Linked DNA regions of Sus scrofa: region 1 is linked to region 2. Evidence: chromatin contacts called from public Hi-C data. All regions are on one chromosome and are shown on one strand. Each heading gives the region's core, a stretch centred on a gene start, on an enhancer-like site or on the middle of the called end of the contact. The rest is flanking DNA. Distances are from core to core; before and after follow the strand shown.

What was found. Hi-C and Micro-C count contacts between places; a contact is called where the count stands out from the background.
Region 1: a contact with region 2 is called in a Hi-C map of blood, with 2.6 times the contacts expected there. The contact joins two enhancer-like sites. A contact is called at or near these places in 4 of 47 Hi-C or Micro-C datasets (blood, mesenteric adipose tissue, retroperitoneal adipose tissue and 1 more) and 1 of 2 datasets of contacts at active chromatin or transcription factors (skeletal muscle).

Annotation. Positions count from the first base shown.
Region 1 is chr4:117,167,442-117,171,306 of Sscrofa11.1, reverse strand. All of the region lies in intron 3 of LOC106508363 (a long non-coding RNA gene), which reads left to right. Among named protein-coding and RNA genes, the nearest start is that of S1PR1, 100 kb to the right of the region's middle. Within about 2 kb of position 1,421, at least 8 of the 83 cell types and tissues checked have an H3K27ac peak or open chromatin away from gene starts, as enhancers often do.
Region 2 is chr4:117,025,759-117,029,707 of Sscrofa11.1, reverse strand. No RefSeq gene overlaps it. Among named protein-coding and RNA genes, the nearest start is that of S1PR1, 42 kb to the left of the region's middle. Within about 2 kb of position 2,022, at least 25 of the 83 cell types and tissues checked have an H3K27ac peak or open chromatin away from gene starts, as enhancers often do.

The sequences.
Region 1 (3,865 bases), core at 172-2,671, 140 kb before region 2:
CAAAAAAAAAAAAAAAAAAAAAGAAAAAGTGCAAATTAAATCTTATTTCTCTCTCTCTTTTTTTTTTCAAATCAGATCTTTATTTGTATTATTGGTTATGATGTCTAATATGCTTTTAGGTCATGCTGTAAATAGACCAAAAAATAAGGGGGAAACTGAGCTTGAATTCCTATTGCAATGAAATTGTTATTTGGTTAGGATACAATGACAGTTTGTGGCATCACTCATTATATACTCCCTGTTTATGAATGTGCATCTAAAATCTCACTCCTTCTAAGGGAATCTGTGTGGAAAGTTTATTGTACCAAAGGTTTCTGATAGAAATTAATCCCATCCTGAGGCCTGGATGAAATTATTTTAGGACTGAGTTTGGATACTTTAATAAAAAGCATCATCTTGGCACACTTGGAAAATCCAAGGGTAAACGTGATCATTAGATCAGTACTAGATTTTTAAAGGCCCCTATTGATTTTTCAGACCCCTTTTGGACAGGATGTGTGCTTCTGGGGACCGTGAGTACATCTGTTCTGGACATTGGCCTTGGCTGGGGAAGCTCAACGTCATGCTTTCTTCTCTTTGGAGGGCCCCTCTCCTCTCTGATTCATGGATCACAGGGGGATCCACCACAATCAGCCTGGCATAGAAACACATCTTCACAGTAGCCTTTATTCGAGGAGGCAGTGCTGGATAGCCATGCAAGTTTGCTTCTCTGTGTGCAGTGGCAGACTATGGGCGAGGATCCACCTAGTGCTGCTTGCTTTCCTTTCTGGGTCTCTGAGGGCCAGGCTTCCTTCCTGCACCAAAGTGGAGTGGGAATCTCTCTGCAACCACTCTATTTTCCTGCCTGTTTTTTCCCCACTCCTAGTGAGATATGCAGTAGATCAAACCCCTTCTCTTGATGGATGTGCTCTCTGTCTGACTTCAGGGTGTTTTTTGTAGTCTTCCAATGAACTGTGCACAAAATTCAAAGCAGCTGCCTGTCCCAGATAACAGCACAGCACAGAATAGTAGAGTGTGGCCAGTCCTTCTCCTCCTAAGCTGCAGTCTGCCCTTTGACGGTCCCCTGAGTTCCTAACTGCCAGAGTTCAGGGAAATCTGACCATATTTTCATGAAATATGGATTTTCATTAGAAAAAGGTAGTTTAAAATTCAAAGTACCCATGTAATCATTTATAGAAAAAAAAATCTCTAAACTTCTGTTTTAGAGAGTAAAGGAGGAAAGAGGTAGGAAATCCCCTCAGCAGTTTTATTTAGAAAAAAAGAGTCACACCTAGGCTACCTCCATGGTGACAAAAATCATAATGCAGCAGCAGAATTTAGTGAATGTATTTTAATTAGGTTGTTCATGTTCACAGCATCAACTACAAGAGCACAAGACGCAACCTGCTTGATTTATACTCACTGCCACATACCTAACTCACTTTTATACACCATGCTTCTGCTGAGGCTTAGTGGTTGTTGTGGAATATGAACCCCACCCTTTTGATCAGATAAGGCTAAAATGTGATGATGAAGGGAGGAAAAAAAAAAAGCCCTATATTCATAAGCCAGGGTTTATGAAGATATATAAGACATCAAACATCTCAAATGAAAATCTGTTTATCAGACTTTTAATAAGTTTTAAACATTTTAAATCCTGTTGCTTATCAAGTTGCCTCTCATAGGACTACCATCTTCTGAAGCATTTAAAGTTGATAGAAGACCTGGCTGCTTTTTTATCATGCTTACATTTGAGTTTCTAAGACAACATGAGCTCCAGGTAAATTTTTTTGTCATTCACTTGGCACACACCAATTAGACTTCACTTATACCCGTAAACTCCTGCGGTAAGGAAAGTCTGAAGCTGTTACTGGCACCAAGTCTTTTGATTCTAGCTTTAGAAGTCTCTAGAGTCCCTCTTTTCTGTCCCTCTTTTTCTGATGCTCTGTGACAAGCCTTCCTAGCCATTTCCCTACACTCATCTAGGAAAACTTGTAACTGATCTGATGCCTCTTGTCTGCTCTCTACACTACTGCTAGAGCTCTCTTTTTAAATGCAGTGCTGGTCATTTCACTCTTCTGCCTAGAAACATTCAGTGTTCGTAGCTCACCAGAATGGGTGACCCATGTGACTAGATGTTGATAACAACAGTCTTTGGGGGTACTTTGGTGGGAGGAAGTAGCCAGAAATCCAATTCATTGCCTCCATCAAGCAGCTTCTTCTGGTGACCCCAGTATGCTATTTACTTGTTGTCTTTTTTTTTTTTTTTTTTTTTAATTTGGGTCTCTCCTTAAAAGGTTTGGAAGCATTGCTTTAAAGCAAGTGTTCCAACTCTGGAGATGTGAGAACCTGGGTCCAGGTTCACTAGATCTCCTACTTTTTCAACAGAAGCTGGACACCCAGATTTTTTTTTTTTTTTTAATTAGGGCTGCACCCACAGCATGTGGAGGTTCCCAGGCTAGGGATACAATCGGAGCTGTAACTGCTGGCCTATGCATAGCCACAGCAATGCGGGATCCAAGCCACATCTGTGACCTATGCCACAGCTCACGGCAACGCAAGATCCTTAACCCACTGAGCAAGGCCAGGGATTGAACCTGCATCCTCACAGATGCTGGTCAGATTTGTTAACCCTGAGCCACAGCAGGAACTCCCTGGACACCCAGATTTTTATGGGAACTTTTTGATATTGTGGAAAGAAGGGGCATGGCTCATGCCTAGTGTAGTATAGCTGTGTAGGGTAAAGAGACTATCAAGCAGTTAGGTCAGATAGTGGCAAGGGTGAACATATAAGCTAGTTTTCTCTCTGATTTTCAGTGCTAGTTGAATGTCACTGTTTCTGACAACAGCAAAAGTTCCTGTCCAGGAGTTATCATGATAGAAGCCAGTTATGTTCTTTTGATTCTTGGCCATTTTTCTCTTTAGCCTACCATATACCATTATCAGAACAAGAAGATCCAGGAAGCCAGAGCCTGGAGGCATCAATAGTCTGGGACAAATGGTTTAGAGCATGTCGACTGCAGAAAAACTGTCCTAATAAGGAGATCCCTAGAGGGGTTCCTTCATAGTCTTCCACCAGTGCCTTATGGGAGGAAAGACCTGGCAAAATTTGGGCTCAATAAATGTTTATTGAATACATTAATGAATGAAAGAGCAAATTTATTTTTATATTTTTATGAAAAATTAAAAAGAAGTCTCAAGTGCCTTTTCTGTGTGCCTTTTCTTTAATTTGGTATCATGAAGATGTTTGATAAACGTATGGTGGCTACAGGCTTGATAAGATTGAAAAGGCAGGAGTTCCTGCTGTGGCTCAGTGGATTCTTAACTGAGGAGGTGGGTTTGATCCCTGGCCTCGCTCAGTGGGTTAAAAGTTCTGGTGTTGCTGTGAGATGCGGTGTTGGCTGCAGACATGGCGTTGCTGTGGTTGTGGTATAGGCCAGTGGCTTTTCGAAAAGGCAACCCACAGAGTGAGAGAAAGCATTTGCAAATCATATGATAAGGGATTAATATCCAGAATATGACAACAAAATACCAAACAAGCCAATTTTATTATTATTATTTTTAATAGTTATTTCCCCAATACAATTTTTTTTTCTACTGTACAGCATGGGGACCCAGTTACACATACATTCTATTTTTTCACATTATCATGCTCCATCATAAGTGACTAGACATAGTTCTGAGCACTACACAGCAGGATTTCATTTCTAATCCATTAAAAAGGCAATAGTTTGTATCTGTTAACCCAAAGCTCTCCAACCTCCCCACTCCCTCCCCTTCCCCCTTGGCAACCATGAGTCTATTCTCCAAGTCCATGATTTTTTTTTCTGTGGAAAGGTTCATTTGTGCCTTATATTAGATTCCAGATATAAGTGATAGCATATGG
Region 2 (3,949 bases), core at 773-3,272:
CTGGTTTCCGCTGAGCCATGCACGATGGGAACTGCAGACTGGTGTTCTTAGAAGAAGAGGAAATTTGGACCCAGGAAGAGACACCAGGCAGGGGGCTGCAGGCGGAGGGGACAGCCTGTGAGGACACCAGGAAAAGGTGGCCACCTGCAAGCCAAGGAGAAATGATTCAGAAGAAACCCACATCAGCTGTCACCTTGATCTGGGACTGCCAGCCTCCAGAACTGTGGGAAAATAGAGTTCTGCTGTTTAAGCCACTCCGAGTGTATTTTGTTACGGCCTTCTAGCAAGTTCGTACCGGATATACTCTTTCGGGACATCCTTAAACATTTCAGATGTACTTATTTTGAGCCAGAAATTATCTCTATTAATTAGGCAGCTTTCATAATATCTCCTAATAATATCAGAAATGGCTTACACTTCACCGTGGACTGGGCACTGGTGTAATTGCCTTTCTTCATTTCATCCTCGTAAAAGCCCTCCAAAGAAATGGGTGAGGGAGGAATGAGAGAAACGGATGATTAGCTCTGGGCAAACCCCGTGGTTAAGGATCACTGAGGGTAAAGCCCTTTGGGTGACCACTACAGTGCGTGGGTGACAATATGATGAGAAATGGGATCATTGCGTGGTCTCCCCGCAAATATTTTCTAATTCAAAGGGAAAAATAGTAAGTTTGCGGTGGAGAAACCTGCCGCCCCTACGTCACTTTATCCAAGCGATCAAGGTTGAACCTCCCCAGAATAAGACAGAGTAAACACCACGTATTTCCACAGATGATGCGCTGAGAAGGGCACGGCATCACCTCCTTGCCCTAAACTGCACCACCTCCCTCTACTCGTGCGAAAACATGAGGGCCATTTTGGGAATAGCTGGCCTGGACTTTCCAGAAGCATCACAGATTGGAGGAGAGGAAGAAGACGTGATACCCAAATGCAATAAGCAATCCCAGACTGGATTCTGGGCCCAAAAAGGGAAATCAGCGGGGAAACTGATGAAAATCGAACAAGGTTGTCGATGTAGTTGATGGCATTGTCCCAATGTCAGTGTCCCGGCTTTGATGACTGAATGGCACTTATGGAAGTGGCTAATAGTGGGGGAAGCTAGGTGAAGAGTTTAGAGCATGTCTCCCCAATTTTTGCAACTTTTCTAAAGTTATTTCAGAGTAAAATATTAATAAAAACAAATCCTGTAAGGGAGGTGCTGTCATTGTCTTACTGCTAGTATCCTACTATTGACCCAGCTTGTCAAGACTGAGGCCATGATGTGTACCCAGGCTGTCTGAGTCCAGGGCTTACGCTGAACGCTTCGATATGTCCCCTTAGTACCTGCAGGAGACAGTGACATTTTAGCTTGGTTTGTATTGTATTGCATTGTATTTTGCTTTTTTGTTTTTTAGGGGCACACCTGTGGCAATATGGAAGTTCCCAGGCGAGGGGTTGAATTGGAGCTATAGCTGCTGACCTAGTCCACAGCCACAGCAACCCTGGATCCGAGCCCACCTCTGCAACCTAAAACCACAGCTCACAGCAATACCTTATCCCTGACCCACCGAGCGAGGCCAGGGATCGATCCTGAATCCTCATGGATACCAGTCGGATTTGCTTCCATTGCGCCACAATGGGAAATCCAGCTTAGTTCTGATTTTTCATATGCTTTCATCAATAAATTATATTTCTTTAAAGGTCATCTATAAAAGACTTTCCTAAGCCATACTATTTCTCTCTCTTGCTTTATTTATTTATTTATTTGTGTGCTGTGTCTGTGGCATGTGGAAATTCCTGGGCCAGGGATTGAACCTGCACCTCAGCAGAGGTCCAAGCCACTGCAGTGACAATGCCAGAGCCTTATCCCGCCGCACCACAGAAGAACTCCCATCCTGTCTCTTGTCAGTCCCCATAGAAGGTGTTGGCATAGTTTTTGAGTGGGAACAAATGAAACGCTGGGTGGGGCGCTGTTACACACACCCAGAACAGTGAGACATCTCTTTACTTCCCGCAGAGAACTTTACAAAGAGCTGAGGCATATGAAAAACAGCTAGTGGGACGGAGCAGAAAAAGAGCACAGACCAGGAAGTATACAGGCTCTGCGAGCCACAGATTGGGGGAAATGAACTTCACCCTGGTGACATTGAATCTGGGCCTTCAAGAATGAGAAGGGGAGTTCCTTCTGTGGCTCAGTGGGTTAAGAATCTGACATAATGTCCTAGCCTGGCTCTGTGGGTTAAGGATCCAGCGTTGCCACAAGCTGCAGTATAGGTAGAAGACGGGGCTTGAATCTGGAGTGGCTGTGGTTGGCAGGCCAGCAGCTGTGGCTCCAATTCGACCCCTAGCCTGGGAACTGCATATGCTGCAGGCACAGCTGTAAAAAGAAAAAAAGAAAAACTAAGAAGGATCGCAAGAAAAAGACAGGCCCTGGAGGAGAGCCTTGGGGGAGGAGTGACTCGAGAAAAGATCTCTGGAGGTGGGAAAGCCTGAGATAATTGGGTGGATCAGTTAGTTTGGAATTGTGGCGTCATTGTGCATTTAAGAAAGACACTGCAGCAGGAATCCCAATCTCCAATACAGTCAGGAGTCACGCAACTGTAGGGAAGAGCCTAAAATAAGACCTTAAAGAGTGGTGGGTGTTCTGGCAAACTGGCAAAGGCCTGCCCCACCTAAAGGCATTTTGGATTACAACAAAACAACAAAGCCAAACACTGCCCTAGGCAAACACAGTGCTGCTGACCAGGTTCTGCCCAAGGGCTGCTGGTTTGAGCCTGCTTTTTGAGATAAACTAAAGCGTTCTTGGCTGTTATAATAGAGGACATAAATTATCAAGCGATAAAGGGATTATTACTTTTACTAATAACACTTTCTGAGTCTCAAGGCTTTGGGGGTAGCCAGGTGGGTCAATTGTGGGGTATTGATTCACCGTTCACTTTCTAAGAGTGCCAGGCCTGCTGCTTAGTGTTGTTAGGACACTATTGCCACCTAGTGGTCGTTGAGGTTGTGCCGATCGCCTCTCCATCCCCGCCCCCTCCCGCCAAAAGAGTAAGGCTGCTTTCTGCATATGGTGCTTTCATTTTCCAAATGTTTGTCTTGTGACTCATGCCAAAAAATATCCAAATAAACTACATAATCCTTTATAGTGTGAGGCTGTTAATAGAGTAAAATTTCACTAGTGGTGAGGGTTGCTATTGCCATGTAATCAATAGCGTGGCAGCGAGGCTTGTGCTTACTTGTTTGGTGTCTGGTCAATAAGTTTTCTCTGCCACTTGCATGCTTGTATTAATGGTATCTCTCAGGCATAGTTGTAGAAGTTCAATAACTGTCTGATCTGCTGTGTGGAAGGGATAATGTTTAAGGACATACGGTAAAAACATTGAAGAAAGAATCAGGAGGTTTAGCTTCATTCATTAGCTGTGTGACTTTGAGCCAGTCACTTGCCCTCTCTGGGCATCAATTCTAGCTAAAAAATGCAGGGTTGAAAACGTTCAGCAGGTCTCTAATCCGATCCTATTGCAGAGGGCATCCCCAAGGAATGTCATGGGATTAAAAGTCTTGTTAGGACTTCATCTGGGAGTGAGGGGTTTAGGGTGAGGGGAAGCGGGGGCAAGGTGAGATGCCCCCTGCTCCAAGCAGAACAAGCTCCACGACAAAAATTAACTGTTAAAAAAAAGTGTAGGTGATCCATGCACACTATTCAAAAACCCAAGAGGTACAAAAGAGTATGCCCTGGGGAGTTCCCATTGTGGATCAGTGGGTTAAGGACCTGATCTCTGTGAGGATGCAGCTTTGCTCTTTGGCCTCACTCAGTGGGCTGAGGGTCTGCTGTTGCCTCAGCTTTGCAAGTCGTGGTGCAGGCCACAGCTGCAGCTCCAATTCAACCCCTGGCCCGGGAACTTCCATATGACACAGGTGCAGAGCTAAAAAGAAAAAAAAAGAAAAAAAAAAAAGAGTAAGCAGTGAGAAGT